Linked DNA regions of Sus scrofa: all the other regions are linked to region 1. Evidence: chromatin contacts called from public HiChIP or PLAC-seq data. All regions are on one chromosome and are shown on one strand. The core of a region is the stretch at or near the end of the contact, and the rest is flanking DNA. Distances in the headings are between cores, read along the strand shown. Region 1 overlaps SH3PXD2A (SH3 and PX domain-containing protein 2A). Region 2 overlaps STN1 (STN1, CST complex subunit). Region 3 overlaps SH3PXD2A (SH3 and PX domain-containing protein 2A).

Evidence for each region. HiChIP or PLAC-seq counts read pairs in DNA pulled down with a chosen protein or histone mark.
Region 2: an H3K27ac HiChIP or PLAC-seq map of skeletal muscle shows a contact between it and region 1, with 6 times the contacts expected there. The contact joins two enhancer-like sites. A contact is called at or near these places in 10 of 47 Hi-C or Micro-C datasets (embryonic fibroblasts, epiblast stem cells, heart right ventricle and 5 more) and 2 of 2 datasets of contacts at active chromatin or transcription factors (alveolar macrophages and skeletal muscle).
Region 3: a contact with region 1 is called in an H3K27ac HiChIP or PLAC-seq map of skeletal muscle. The contact joins two enhancer-like sites. A contact is called at or near these places in 1 of 47 Hi-C or Micro-C datasets (epiblast stem cells) and 1 of 2 datasets of contacts at active chromatin or transcription factors (skeletal muscle).

Annotation. Positions count from the first base shown.
Region 1 is chr14:114,619,269-114,624,352 of Sscrofa11.1, forward strand. The region is part of intron 5 of SH3PXD2A (SH3 and PX domain-containing protein 2A); the gene reads right to left. Among named protein-coding and RNA genes, the nearest start is that of SH3PXD2A, 160 kb to the right of the region's middle. Within about 2 kb of position 3,168, at least 11 of the 83 cell types and tissues checked have an H3K27ac peak or open chromatin away from gene starts, as enhancers often do. A contact at or near this core is called in skeletal muscle, where this site is marked.
Region 2 is chr14:114,817,156-114,822,239 of Sscrofa11.1, forward strand. It overlaps STN1 (STN1, CST complex subunit), which reads right to left. Exons shown (of 10, transcript NM_001243685.1): 9 at 3,561-3,633. Among named protein-coding and RNA genes, the nearest start is that of STN1, 31 kb to the right of the region's middle. Within about 2 kb of position 2,671, at least 17 of the 83 cell types and tissues checked have an H3K27ac peak or open chromatin away from gene starts, as enhancers often do. A contact at or near this core is called in skeletal muscle, where this site is marked.
Region 3 is chr14:114,753,545-114,758,628 of Sscrofa11.1, forward strand. All of the region lies in intron 1 of SH3PXD2A (SH3 and PX domain-containing protein 2A), which reads right to left. Among named protein-coding and RNA genes, the nearest start is that of SH3PXD2A, 21 kb to the right of the region's middle. Within about 2 kb of position 2,832, at least 16 of the 83 cell types and tissues checked have an H3K27ac peak or open chromatin away from gene starts, as enhancers often do. A contact at or near this core is called in skeletal muscle, where this site is marked.

The sequences.
Region 1 (5,084 bases), core at 1,918-4,417:
TCAAGCAAGGTGAGCCTAAATTTCTCATCTGCAAAAAGGAGACATGAACTTCAGAGGTAACTGGTGGTTAAACAAAATAGACGGTGCTCAGGCGTCCACCACAGCTTCAGCCAAGTCTGCAAGCGCCTCCCAGGATGCTGGCTGGTGTAATATCCACTGTTGTCACAAGGTGGAGCCAGACACACACAGATTCCATGAACCAGGGCGCCTGAAGTGGCCCAGTTACAGTGGTGCCTGACCACCAACCTACCTTAAGACCTAATTTACAGGGCCTGCCTGTGAAGGGGGGAAGAGCCGCATGATTTCCAGAATGCTTGTTTCTCTCACATCTAACTTGCAGTGAATGTCTCTTTCTTACAGCCCTCAGCCCCAAGTCCAGACCCTGGTGGTTACACACGGGCTTGGACTATGATGATAACCAACTGGTCCTGAAAAGATCACAGAATGTCAGAGCCAGGAGGGACCCCAGAGACCCCCAAACTCTGCCCCTGCCCTGATGCTGAAGTGTAGAAGGGGTTAAAAACTGTCCCCAAATCACCAGCTGCTCACTGGATGCCCCATGCCCACCTCCTCTGGCCCAACACTCTGCCTCTCCAGAAAGACAGACTTTCTTTCAATTCCTTGAAACAGCCCCTCCTGCCTCCCACAGCAGCGAGCCAGGCCCTGTCTGTGCTGTCTGTCCCTCCTCTCAGACCACGAGCTCCCCGAAGGCAGGCTGAGCCTCGCCCAATTCCACGGCCCTGAGCCTCACACCAAGAAACGATGAATAATGCTTGAACGAACAAATGCTTCCTGCCTGGATGCCACCCGAGGAAGCCCTGGTCTACGGGCTGAAGACCTGGGTCGAGGTTCAGGTCTGCCACAGACTCCCTGTGTGTGTGTGTGTTTGGGGGGGTCGAGCTAGCCAGGGGACTGGTGACAATGCAGGGGCAGTAATTACAAGACTCCCCTCGAACAGGACATGGCAGCAAAGCAAGCCTCAGGGGCTCTGTGGGGGGACCCCCTCCTCCCACCAGCCCACCAGTTGAGCCTCCAAAGGGTGCCATCGCCCTGGGAGCAAGGGAGTGGGAACATGGGGTCTTGGGCAGGACCATCCTCCCGGGGCTGAAGTTTCAGGGCAACTCAAGCACAAGGCTGGGAAAATAGGAGTTCCTGTCGTGGCGCAGTGGTTAACCAATCCAACTGGGAACCATGAGGTTGCGGGTTTGATCCCTGGCCTTGCTCAGTGGGTTAAGGATCCAGCGTTGCTGTGAGCTGTGGTGTACCTTGCAGACGTGGCTCGGATCCCGAGTTGCTGTGTCTCTGGTGTAGGCCGGCAGCTACAGCTCCGATTAGACCCCTAGCCTGGGAAACTCCATATGCCGTGGGAGCGGCCCTAGAAAAGACCAAAAAAAAAAAAAAAAAAAAAAAAAAAGGCTGAGAAAATAACAGGGACCCCGCCCTGCTCCTGCCCTCGGTACCAGGTTACCCTTCCCAACCCTGCCACCTCCTTTCCATCCCAGCCTGTGGGAGCTGGAAGTCCTATGCCAGACCCGAACACAGAGTAACCCTCTCTGCCATCACAGGCCCATCTGAACTGACCAGTGTAGAGTCGGCCTCCTGCCAACGTGCTCACCTAGCACAACAGCCAGGCCCTCAGAAGCCCTTGCTCCCTGGAGCCCCTTTCAAGTGGGTTAGACACAGCTTCCTGTGGGCCCTCCTCCCACCAGCCCACCCAGGTTAAAGGGGACCATTGCAGGAGGTGGGCAGGGGCTTTTCCCACAAAGTTCTGTGCTTTTCTAGCCCCCAGTCTCCTGTGGACCCACGGTCCTGAGGTCCAGCTGGTTTTCTCACGCATCAGCATAGAGGCTGAGCAGCTGCCAGGGGCAGAGGTGCTGGAAGGACAGTGTGGCCCATGCCCTGGCCAGATGGGTGGTGGTAGGGCCTGCTGGATGCACAGAGCTGTCAACTGATGAGGGTCTGACAAGACTCAGTGAAGCCTGGGAACGGGGAATGGGCTGCAATTCCCAAGTCACCCGTCCCTTGGGGAGGGCCAGGGACCCAGAGGGCTCACAGATCCTGATGGCCAGTGGGTGCCTGGTGGTGGAGGGGGCAGCTTCACTCCACAGTTGGCAGCAACCCTGGCAAGAACTCCCAGAGCAGAGGGGGCTCTGGAAAGGCCAGCCTCGCTCCTGTCTTCACCTGCAGATTCCGTTCCCCGGACTTTTCTTTTTGTCTTTTTAGGGTTGCACGTGTGGCGTATGGAGGATCCCAGGCTAGGGGTCGAATCGGAGCTGCAGCTGCCGGCCTACACCACAGCCACAGCAACACAGGATCTGAGCCATGTCTGCAAACTACACCACAGCTCATGGCAGCTCCGGATCCTTAATCCACTGAGCGAGACCAGAGACTGAACTTGCATCCTCATGGATCCTAGTTGGGTTTGTTACTGCTGAGCCATGACAGGAACTCCCTCTACCCCCAGTCTTTTCGGAGTGGCCATGTACACCCAGGCCTGGGCTGATGGAAGCAGGGGAAGAAGGATAGAAAGTTCCCGTCCTCTGAGCATCTCTGGTGCCAGGTACCCTCCAGGCATTTACAGGCGTCAGTGACCTTAAACCTCATAACTATCCTCCCAGGGGGTCCTGCTGGCCTCTTTTGCAGAGGGGGACGCTGAGGTCTGAGAGAAGTGACTCATTCAAGGACACGAGCAGAGCTGGGTGTTCTGTTTTCTCCAGAGTTAGTTTAACTCAATTCAAAATTTCTTCCTGGTGGTAGCCTTGAGCCCTGAGTTCCTCAGCCTACGCGGTCCCTGGCACATGGCAGGGGCTCAGCGAACACCTGCTGGGTGAAGACGGCAGCAGAGACGCTCTCTAGGCTCTTCCCAGGACCTTCCATTGGCCTCCCAGGAAGAGGGAGGGGAGAGACGATGGGCTGACTCAGCATCTACTGTGCGCTCCACACACATCGTCTGTTTCACTCTCCTCGGCGCCAGGCAGGTAGATGTGACGTATGAAGCACGTCATCTGCAGAAGCCTGGGTCCCGAGATCCAGAGTCAGGCTCCCAAGTGAGCCTGACCTGGAATTTGACCCAAACTGGAATCTGACTGGGAGGAGGCTCCCCCAGTTCTCAGGGCCGTCCTGGCTGCAGGGCCACACACACTCCCTGCCTTCCTGCTGGGTCGTGAGGCAGGGCTGGTCAAGTCTCCCCTCTGTCCCCCTGGACTCTGCTCTCCTCCCTGGCAGGGGCAGCCTCAGCCCCCATCCCCTACTAAAATATTAACGGGGAGGGAGGTTGGGAGACCTTGTGAGGAGCGCCTTTTCCGGGGTCTGACCTTATGTCACCCCAGCCCTGGAGCAGCTGCCTGTCCCCTGCCTGGGGCCTCTGTCCCTGGACCTTGCCCAGTGCCTTCCACACCAGATGCTGGGCTGTCTCACAAGGCCCCGGCCCAGACCCAAACCTGGCGCTCCACCTGGACCGGGTAGGACAGCCTCCCTCTCTCGCTGGCCTGCCTGGGCATGGACTCGGTGGGTGGTGGGGGTGTGGACCCCAGGCTGGATGGAAGCTGGCCCTTTGGGCAGGCTGAGGCAGGGACAACTGTCTCTCCTCTACCAAACTGGCCCATTGTTTTAGGCCACAGCAGAGGGTGGCTCTGTGGCCCTGGGGCTGAGAAACAAAAACCTGTTTAGTGAGGCCCTGTCCCTCCCCTGCAGTTTTAAGAATTTACCCAGGATCTGGCTGGCTTTAAGGGAACAAACGAGCCAAGGGGACAGGCTGGGGCCTAGAACTCAGAGTGGTGGCAGGGAGCAGAAGACCCTAAGTGAACTACAGGAGCCCACTGTGTGCTGCTGGGGCAGGGGACTGGTGGCAGGTCCATGAGGGGGATGTGACGAGAGCAGGCACCCACCCAGCCCTGGCCTATCTTTCCCTCTATGGCATGGGGCCAAATGCGTGTATGGCCACCTGCCCACAGGCTCAGGCCCAGAGCAGAGCGCTGACGACGTCAGGTGACAAAGGGAGGCTGCAACCTAACTCCACTGAGGTGGAGAGTGCTGGTCACTCTGCAGTCTGACAGCGGGCAGTGCAAGTTTTAATCCTGGAAATAGCCCTGATGTGGTTTGGCTAACACCTGCCAGGTGCCAGGCCCAGGGGTCCAGAGAGGTGGGTTCCCGCAATGGGGGGAGACCATAAACAGACAGAGCGCCATGCCTGAGGCTGTGGGCTCTGGGGAGCCTCCCTGGAAAGACTGAGGGCTGAGCAGGACTCCGTCTGGGGTGGGAGGGGAGAGGGAACAGGAGTGCTCCAGGCAGAGGGAACGGCCAGGCCTGGGCTTGGAGGCTGGTGACACTGGCTGCATTCGGGTGCGGTCATCTAAGAATGAGGGTGGGGCTGGCGGGCCAGGAGCTGGAGAGGTAGGAAGACCAGTCTCAGGCCCTCAGGCCTCACGGGGCTGCACCTCAGCCAGACCTTCCTCCCAGGAAGGTGTGTCCTGCTGGGGGTCTAAGGACAGGGCTTGTAGAAGGCCTTTTATTTATTTACTTTATTATTATTATTTTGGCTTTTTAGGGCCACACCCGTGGCCTATGGCAGTTCCCAGGCTAGGCATTGAATCGGAGCTACAGCTACCGACCTATGCCACAGCAACATGGGATCTGAGCCGTGTCTGGGACCTGCACCACAGCTCACGGCAACGATGGATCCCTAACCCACTGAGCAAGGCCAGGGATTGAACCCCCGTACTCATGGATGCTAGTTGGATTTGTTACCACAGAGCCATGATGGGAACTCCTTAAAATTTGTGTTTTTTTTTTGTTGTTGTTGTTGTTGTTTTTACTTTTTAGGGCTGCATGTGCAGCATATGGAAGTTACCAGGCTAGAGGTTGAATCAGAGCTGCAGCTGGCAGCCTATACTATAGCCATGTCAATGCCAGATCTGAGCCACATCTGCAACCTATACCATAGCTCAGAGCAACACTGGATCCTTAACCCACTGAGCAAGGCCAGGGATTGAACCCTTATCCTCACGGATACTAGTCAAATTCTTAACCCACTGAGCCAGAATGAGAACTCCTAGAGGGCTCTTTAGAAACTTCAGATTCACTGT
Region 2 (5,084 bases), core at 1,421-3,920, 200 kb after region 1:
GCTTCTTAGATGTTCATATGCATGTCTTTCATTGTACTAGGGATATTTCTTCAAATATTCTCTCTGGCCCTTTCTTGTGGAACTCCCCCCATGTGTATGTTGGTCCATTTGATGATGTCCTACAAGTCCCCTAGGTTCTGTTCACTTTTCTTCAGAATCTTGCTGATTCTTTCTTTTACCTGCTTTTAAAACTGCCTCTAAATCACTTTAGTAAAATTTTCAATTCAGTTATTATACTTTCTAGCTCCAGATTTCTTGTTGGTTTCTTTCTAGTTTTTTTTTTTTTTTAATCTCTTTAGTGCTATTTTCCACTTTGTTCATCCATCATTCCCTTGAACATCTTTAAGAGAGTTGTTTTAAGACTGTGTAATAGATCTGCCATCGGGTCTTTTTCAGGGACATTTTCTGTTACTTTAATATTTTTTCCTTAGAATGGGCAATAGTTTCCTATCTCTTTGTATGTCTTTCTTTTGGGCGATAGTTTCCTATCTCTTTGTATGTCTTTCTTTTTCAATTGCAAATTGGACATTTGAATCTTATAATGAACTCTGGAGATTAGATTCTTTCCCTTCCTTGATGTTTGCTCTTTTTTGTTACTGTTTTTATGTTTGGGGTCATTGTAGGCTGTCTTTGTGCCAAGGATCAGCCTGAAATGGAAACCTAAGGTCTTCTCAGGTCTGTTTTTGAGCCTGTCCCTTATCCTGGGCATGTGCGATCACTTTTTAATTTTCCCCATATATGAAGCTGCTTTTGAGTGCCCTACTTTTTCTTCTCTGGCTACAAAAGGGGTAAAAAAGAAAAAGGAAGTTAAAAAGTCTTTTAACTTCAGCTGTTGGTGAGGGGCTTGCAACAATGGTCCCCCCACCTCTCTGTCTGCATCTCTGTGATTAGAAGCAGCAGTTAGTGAGCAGAACACAGACTCCTGATATACAGAGAACTGGGTCCTTTCTGCTCATCCTACCTCCTGCAAGCTCTCCACAAGCTGCTCCAGAAACACATGCGCAGCTGCCTGCCACAGAGCTGGGAGTAGAGGATGGGGAGCTGCTACTAAAATCTGAAAACTGACTAAAATTACCCCCAATTTACTGTCCAAATCTTCCTCTGGAAGTTGCTAGCTTTGACAGACTCCAGAGTTCCCAAATAGCTACAGCAGTTATTGTCTTAAGTGGAGGGGAGGAATCCTGGTGCTTCCTACTCTGCCATATAACCAAGAGTTTTATAAAACACCAAATTGTTGCCTTATAACAACCTGCCATGTAGGTACTATTATTATCCCTATTTTTTATGTAAAGAAACTGAGGCACGGAATTACCCAAGGCCACATAGCTACAAAGTGGCAGAGCTGGGCTTCAAACCCAGGCAAGGGGCTCCAGACTATGCCATGTGGCCTATCTTTAGATAAGGCCAGGATCCGTGCTTTAAGGATCTAAAACCAGCCCCTATTTAGAGTTTTTTCATTTTTGTACATTGACCCTTTGCTGAAATACCCATAAGTGACTATAAAGATTTTAAGTTCTCCTACCAATCATCCTGCTAAGGAAAACTCAATGCTATGTTCTGTATGAAAGACTGGAAACCTACTAAAGGTTCAGTAGGAATGGTTAAATAAATGGCTGACTATCTATCAATATATATAGTGAAATACTGTGCAGCTATTAAAAAGACAGGCACTTTTCTATGTACTGTTGTGAGCGATCTCTACATGCCAATGTTAGATTTAAAATAAAAAGCATGAAACATGGAGTATTTTATGCTAAGCTTTACTTGTGCTTTTTAGAAAAGACAAACTATTCAAATATGTTTATAAGTGCATATAACATCTGTAGAAGGATATGCCAGGAACTAGTAACAACCCTAGGCTCCATGTAGAAAGGGGAACTCTGTGCTGGCAGGGAGTCTGACTTTTCTGTGTGTATTTTTGTACTTTTGGACTTTCTACCCTATACATATATTATTCAGAATAATTTTTAATGTCATAGATATTTCCTACGAAAAGGAGTGGCTGCAGGACAGTCCCTACAAGGCATTTTTGTTGGCAGACTCAGTTGCTCATGCTCCAGAATTTAGCTCCTGGGAATTTACTAGTTCCAGGGAATAGGCATATGATTTTTAGAGGCTCCTGTTTACAGACTGAGTGGCAGAGCCTGTCTCCCTTGACACATACACTCAATGAAGCAGGAGCTGGCCCGTAGATTAGAAGCGGGTATAAATCCTGCCACTTTATAGGCCCTAAGGTCACTGAGGCTGTTTGAGTCTCCTAAGAAATGAAGTGTGAATTGCCTTCATTTGCTTCACAGGCCCTAGGATTATTTTAATCCACCCTGTTCTTAAAATACATCGAAATAAGAATCTGGCCAGATGGCCTGGGACTAGCTGGAATGTCATCTGGGGACCAGCCTCTCCTCTTATCCCTTCTTAGTTAAGGACTCCACAATTCACTGTTCCAAAAAGCTCCTTAAATTGTGGATAGGTAGCTTTTCCTCTAATTAAAGGATACTTGTCCTTCTTGTTCTGAATGAAATGAATAATAGTTAGAAACCTTGCATTAAAGTAATAGATTGCTTTCAGTTTATTTTAAGAGCTGTTGTCACACCACTCTGGGAGGTGACCTCATGGGTCCTTAAAGGCTAAATAGGGCTGCATACCGTGAACACCAAGGCCGGAGCCCTGGTCCAGCTCCACCCACTGACTCAGCCTGGAATAGGTCCAAGCCCAGGGATATATGGGCTTTAGGGACTGGAGGTGGATGTTTTTGGAGAGAAAGGAAGCAGAAAGAAGCCTTCCCACTTTTCTTCTCGCATCATTTGTTGACATATGTCAACATCTGTTATTAGCATATGTTTGCAAATGGTAGACTTTGTTGAGTTACCTTTAAGAGCGATTAGTTTACACAGGATTTAAAGATAGGACTAATGCTTCCTTCTCTTTCTAACTAGTGTGCAAATGGTAACATCTACAGTTTGAGTTTCTAACCACTAGGGGCTGACCTAACTCCACCAACTATTTTTGAAACCACATCTTTTGCAAATTATCAGCTTTCAAGGTGACTGGATTACACTGTTCACCAACATAATGTCTAGAACCATTTCTCCCAACACTGAAGGTCTTGCTATCAGAAGAGAGGGGAATGTTAGGCTTGGGTTCAGAGATAAGAGGAAAAAGTGGAAGAAATAACACAAATTGGAGAGAACATGAACCAGAAGGACATCAGAAAGTCCTAGTCTAGCGGCTTACCTCATTGAAGAAGCACTGCTGGAGGAGCTCACCTGTCCAGCCTCCCATGAACGAGAATCCCTAGGGCTGGGACCTGAGTGTTGTATGTTCAAAAAAGCCCCAAGGTTGACTCTTACGTGTAGCCCAGGTCAGAACAGCTGTGTGGGGCTAACACTCACTTTGGAGAAGAGGAAATTGAGGCTCAGAGAGGGGGCAGCAGCCTTGACCGGCATGCTTCCAGGCTGTTTTGGGGAAAGCACCAGGTCTCCTGCCTCTCTGTCCAGGGCTCTCCAGGAGGGAACATCCCCTTCTAGGGCACTGGGTCACATGTACAGTACACCACTTACGATTTGGTTTCTGGCAGTCCTCTTGAATGATCTGCAGGATCTTTCTGTGCAATTCTTTGTCTTCTCTAGTTACCTAAACAGGAAAAACAGTTTGGAGAGAAAATATTCTTAGGTTACACAGAAGTTGTGTCATCCAGACTCCCAGATTAGTATTTGGGATAGTTTCTAAAGATTTCTTAACAATCATCATCCCTACACCAATAATGAGCGTAGTTTCTGATACCTGGCCTGTTGTCAAACCAGTTCTGTCCCTAGGCAACTCAGTGCTTTCTAGTTGACTGACAGGCCTTTCTCTTAGAAGGTGGTTCACTGGGGCCATGACAGCAAGAAAAGCTGGAATTCCTTGCTTTTCAGGACAAAATTTCTTTCTTTCTTTCTTTTTTTTTTTTTTTTTTTTTTTTTTTTTGTCTTTTGTCTTTTTAGGGCCGTATTCACAGCATATGGAGGTTCCCAGGTTAGGGGTCGAATAGGAGCTGCAGCTGCCAGGCTATGCCACAGTCACAGGAATGCCAGATCCGTGTCTCATCTGCGACTTACACACAGCTCATGGCAATGCCGGATCCTTAACTCACTGAGCGAGGCCCGGGATCGAACCCGTGTCCTCATGGATACTAGTTGGGTTTGTTAACCACTGAGCCATGACGGGAACTCTGGAACTTCCTTCTTAAATGTTGGTAACACATTCATAAAATTTCTCTTATTCGTTATATTTTTGAGGAAGGCACAAATGGTCAAACCCTAGGATTCTTTCTTTTCTCTTGTTTCTTCTTTTCTGTCTTGGGTTTCACATTCCTTTACTCAAACACAGGGAAAAAGAAAAGAAATAAAACTGTAAGGAAAAGCTAGCAACAGAGTAAATCTGGCCTATAAGTGGAAACACTGCCTGTTTTCAAAGGCAAATCTAACCCAGGTTCCTTTCTCAACTAGCTCAGGTAAGAGGGAAGCAGCATCCAAGTGAGTTTCACCTTCATGTTCAAAAGTAAATCTAGTATCAAAACAAGAGAAAGGAAAAAAGAGAAAGGAAGGAAGGAATGAAGGGAGGAAGGAAAAGAGGAAGAAAGAGAGGAAAAAAGGAAGAAAGGAAGAGGGCCAAAAAAAAGTATGCAAACAAACGCAAACATCAAGAATGAGCCTCGGACCGCTGGACGCAGAATGACCAGACTTAAGAGTGGGGATACTGATAAGGACTCTCAAGGTTGTTGGCAAGATGAAGCGAGGTAAGGGGCAGAGCTGCTGAAAGCTGGAGTGCACTGTACAAAGAGAAGGTAACTATTTTCCTGAGGCAACGCCCTTAGGAAAACAGAAACCGAGGAGGCCAGGGCTGAGGGAGAAGGGGAGAAGTCAGCGAAGGGGGCTGGCTCTGCCCAGGAGGAAAATAGAGCTATTATTGCTCGATCACCCCATTCCAGCTCATACTGATTCACAGGAGGAAGTGCCCCAGCCCTGCCACACCTCAGCCCTGGACCGCTGCCCACAGTCTGCTGTTCCTCAGGAAGAGCTGCTTCCTACTGACCCAGGAGGCTG
Region 3 (5,084 bases), core at 1,582-4,081, 130 kb after region 1:
AAATAATATTTACATAAATGGTGTGGTAGATAATATTCGATTGCTTGATTTTTTGCACTCAGTATTGTTTTGGGGATCCTTCCAGGTTGACATGTGTAAACATTATTCATGTTAACTGTAGAGAATTCCACCATAAGAATATACCATATTTATTTATCCATCCTCCTTTCCTGGGCATTTTTATTATTCCAAGTGGCAGCCACAGGTGACAGGACATTCCATTTCTCTTCCTTCCCAGGCTCATGGTAGGACTATGCCTCCACCAGCAGCATATGAGGTTTCCTACTTCCTCACAGCCTAACATTTCACTCTGCTTTCCAACAGGGAGTCACATAATCTCTAGAACAAAACTGCTGAGACGGGTACTCAAGGGTATAGAATATACCAAACACTCTAGTCAGTGGAACAAAAAAGCCCTTTCCATTGTACCTTTTGCTTTTAAACATCACTTTAGCTTGATGCCCAGCCATAGATTGGGAGGGGAGATAGGGGATGCAAGATAATACAATGTTCTTGAATTAATTCCATAAACATCTGGGATTCACAAAGATCGCCGCTGGAAATATCAGTTCTCACTGTATGGATTTAGACACAAATGAAATAGGAAATGGATTAAGTGAGGACTCACCCACCTGACATAAACCCCAGATACTCTTACCTGTCAAGGCCTCTTTGATAATTTACCCTACAAAATAGTCACTCAAGTTCCCAAAGATATATATGGATGCTTAGGGCAGCACTATTTATTTTGGGGGAAAAAAAAGTTGAAAATAATCTACAGTTCATAAATAGAAGGATAGTTTTTTTAAAAATTATAATTGTTTTGCTATTTACTTCTGAACTGCCTTACAAGTGAGATGGTAAATCTCCATATGGTTTAAGACGGGTTTTTTTTTTTTTCTTTTTAGTTCTGCACCAGTGGCATATGGACCTTCCCAGGCTAGGGGTTGAATCGGAGCTACAACTGCCAGCCTACACCACAGCCACAGTGACACGGGATCTGAGCCAAATCTTCGACCTGCTCTCGGCAATGCTGGATCCTTAAGCCACTGAGTGAGGCCAGGGATCGAACCTGCATCCTCATGGATACTAGTCAGGTTCATTACTGCTGAGCCAGACGGGAACTCTTGGTTTAAGACAGTTTTAGATGGGACTTTGTTACTTGCAGCTGAATGCCTCCTCATGGATTCTCAGTTTTGCACTGGACCAGCTCGAGCAAGAGAAGAAACAAATGCAGTCAGACTTTACACGCAGAGAACTCCAAAGCACTGGGTGACTTCCCCACCAGCTGCCTGCAAAAGAGAAGTCCCATGACCCTGTGTCTCAAGGGAACAGAGCCTGACCAGGAACACAGCAACTTTCACCAGAACCTGAGAAGCAGGCTGGGAAGTTAGTCAGCATTAAAAACAAATAAAGATGTTGTGTTGTCTCTCTCCCCACCCCCTCCAGGAAAGAGAGTCCCCGGGGAGAAAGAGGAGTAAAGACTTTGCCCAGTTTCCACCCTGCCCCCAAGCTGCTGACCAGGCCAGAGGAAGTGGTGGGAATAAACCGCAGGCACATTCAATATTTCCCTACAAGATCCAGACTCGATCAGCTTCAAGACAGTGGAGTAGGAGAGAAAACCCACATGCTCCAAAGAGTAGGGAGAGGAAATGTGCCAGAGGAACCTACACTCAGGACCAGAGGCCAGCCCTGCCAAGGCCTGGTGAAGGTTTCAGCACAGGGAATGAATCAAGCTCACCCTATAAACCATCCAAAGACGGTGGATGAACTTTGAAAATGTTACATCCCCAGTCGAAGAAAGCCAGTCAAAAAGACCACAAAATTGACAATTCCATGTTTATAATGTGTCCAGAAGAGGCAAATCTGTACAGATAGAGAGAAAATTAGTGGTTTCCAAGTTTCCAAGAGCTGAGGACCAATGGAGGGGAAGAAGGGTAACCGTGATGGGTAAAGCATACATGCTTCTTGGGATAATAAAATGTCCTAAAATGGAGGCTGTGGTTGCACAATTTGGTGAATATAAACCACTGAGCTGTATACTTTAAATAGGTCAATTGTATGATAAGAGAATTATATCTCAATAAAGCTGTTCCCAAAAGCGGGGGTGGTGCTGAGAGCATCAGTGTGGCGGCTCTCCGATGCTGTTACACAGGGAGCTACACGAGAATGCCCAGTTCCCGCTGCTTCCTATGTTTTTAGCATCAATAATGTGTCTGTGCCAGCCACCAGCTCTATGAGTTTGCGCTACTTTTATCATCCCTGTTTAGGAAACTTAGTCTCAAGGAGACTAAAGAATTTGCCCCAAACCACATGATTTGCGAGGGACTCTGACTCGAGAATTTGCCCCAAACCACGTGATTTGCGAGGGACTCTGACTCGCCTAACTGCTGCACCACATCCCAATGTGTGTCGGCAGAGAGTCAAGCAAATCCACAGGGTTAAGAGCGTATTAGGTGAACACCTAATAGTAACAGCAATGGGGCTGGGAACTTATTAGAGGATGGCTTTTGACAGTCTCGGGGCTCAGACTGCCTTGCATGAATCCATCTGCTTCCTGGGGTTCATCCTGGATGATGTTCAGGACATGAGGGTGGAGGAGAGGTGACCCTTTAAGGGACACTGGCAGAAACTGTCTGCTCTTGAGGAGCTGTCTGGAGTCCCTGAGCTGGCTGGGTGCCAGAGGGGTCCTCTCCCAGCAGCTCTGGGAACCAAAGGGTATCTGAGCCCCATGAATAAGTCCCAAATGCCCCACCCCGACTCATGTCTGGGACTGCAGCTTCTGTGGGATTTCCTGCTGTCTGACGTGAGCGCTCATGGGCGGGAGCAGCCAGGCAAGCCCAGGGGCCCTGCTGCCTCTGTCTGCCAAGAATACGCACTGATGAAATGTCCACCCTCTATTCCTTCCAGGAATTCAGACTGGGAAGGCCTGTTTCTCCATGCATCCCCTTATTAGAGGTTAGATCACACCACAGATAACACGGACAGATCTGTGGTGCCCCAGCCTCACATAGCTGGACACGTAACCAGCGCACAGTAAAACAGGTGAGAGACTGATGTTGCTCTTGGGGGATAAAACTAGGCCTAAGGCTCCCTATCCAGCTAAAATGTGTACAGTACCCTCTCCCTGAGGCCCGGGGGATGAACTCAAGGCCTTTCTAGCTTCCTCCATACCCCTTCTCAATTCCCCGCTTGCTCTGCAGTCTCTCCTTCATCTCCACCTCACCCTGGGTTACAAGGACTTTTTTCAGGATCAGGTTTTTCTGGCACGCCTACACCCACCTAGTGCATGCCTTATTCACACAGCCCTGCCTCACAGCCTTCCTGCTCCTGCAACTCTTCCTCCTCTGAAGCTACAAGTCATGTTTCTAGAGCAAGTGCCCTGGATGGGGAGCAGGGCCCTTGCTGCAGGTACAAAGTCACGGCAGAACGCCACCCAGCAGCTCACCCCATGTGGGTGGAGGGGGCAGGGGAGGGTGGAAGTTAAGAGGTGGTCAGACCCCAGTTCTTCCACTTAATAGTTGTGTCGCTTTGAGTAAGTGACTTAACCTCTCTGATTCCCAGTTTCCTCACCTATAAAATGCAAGTAACAGCATCTTTCTTTTGTGAGAGTGAATGAGGTCTGTGTACACCTGCCTGGCTCAGAAGAGGCACTAAAGACAAGGAGAAAAGGGAGTTATGAGGAGTATATAGGAGGATCTATCTGTGAGACCATTTTATACTGAAATCAAAGTATTTGGGGACCCTCCAGCCAGAACATAAGGAGTTCTCAAGGATAAAAGATGGCTCCAGGAATATGCCTGCTGGACAGGGACCCACAACTTGTATTAACCACACCCCAAATGAACACATATATAAACATACTCCCAAACACACATACACAAATACACTGCACAAACATCCCTAAATGCCCTGCAACACACACACACACACACACACACACACACACACACACACACACACACACACGGTATCCCCAAATACATCCCCCACATCCAAACACACAGACATTACAAATCCCCAAATACACATGCATCACACACACACACACCCCTCTCCTCTTCTCTCAAAAGATGCTTTCAACCACTTATAAGGAGAGCCAGTCTCACCACAATTTCAAACACTGTCACAAAAAGCTTTAATGTTCATAGGACCCAACTCCCTGCCAACCAGCCAGATACAAACCACAGAGTGTCTTGCTCATATATGTCACCCTGCACTTGGGCACAGGGGCCAGCAGCCCCCGACCTTGTTTCCTTAGACACCTACACTGCTCCTCCCAGCTCATCTATGATGGATAAATGTACTAGATTTCTATTTATCCATAAGGCCCTTGTTTGTTTCTTTTTTCCTGAGGCAAGTTTATACAAGGTCAGACTCTTGCATTTCCAAGGCCCAGCCTCTCTGGCTCATGTTTGCCTAGACTGGGCGCTTCCTCTGATGCAGCCGTCAGAAGCTGCTGTAATGATCAAGTATTCTTCAGCCCTGTCCATGTGACTCACTGCCTCTTATGAACTGAAAAAAAACAAAAAAAAAAAAAACAAAAAAAACAAAACCCTGCATCAAACAAATTATCTTGTCTGACTCTTCTATAACAAGAAGGCCAGAAACCTCTAGGAAGACAGTGCGGGCTGAGAAACTGAGGCACAGACACAGGTTCTCTGTCCTGGCTCCACCACCTGCTGGCGGGAGGAGGTGGCTGTCATAGTTGGGGTTCATCCCAAAGCAGATGCTGAGCCAAGGCCTTGGGTGCAGGTTATTTATTAGGGAGCTGGTTCTAGGAACTCCAAGTCAGGAAGCGTCAGGAGTGAGGCCACAAAAGATAGAAGCCAAGAAAGTTGACATGAGTGGGCAAGTTACTGCTGTGGGTATCTGGGCCTCAGTCCTGCTGGGGATCCTGTGAGTTCTGGCTGGGAATCACCTCTGAGTCCTCCCAGTGGAGAACAGGCAGCTGAGATAACCACTCCCTGGGCTGAGGACTCACCTCCACAAGTGCACCCTCGTGGGTAGAACCAGCTCCTGCGGTGCCAGAGGTGAGGCGGGGAGAGGGGACCTCGGGCAAAGATCAAGGCAGGTGGGGATGG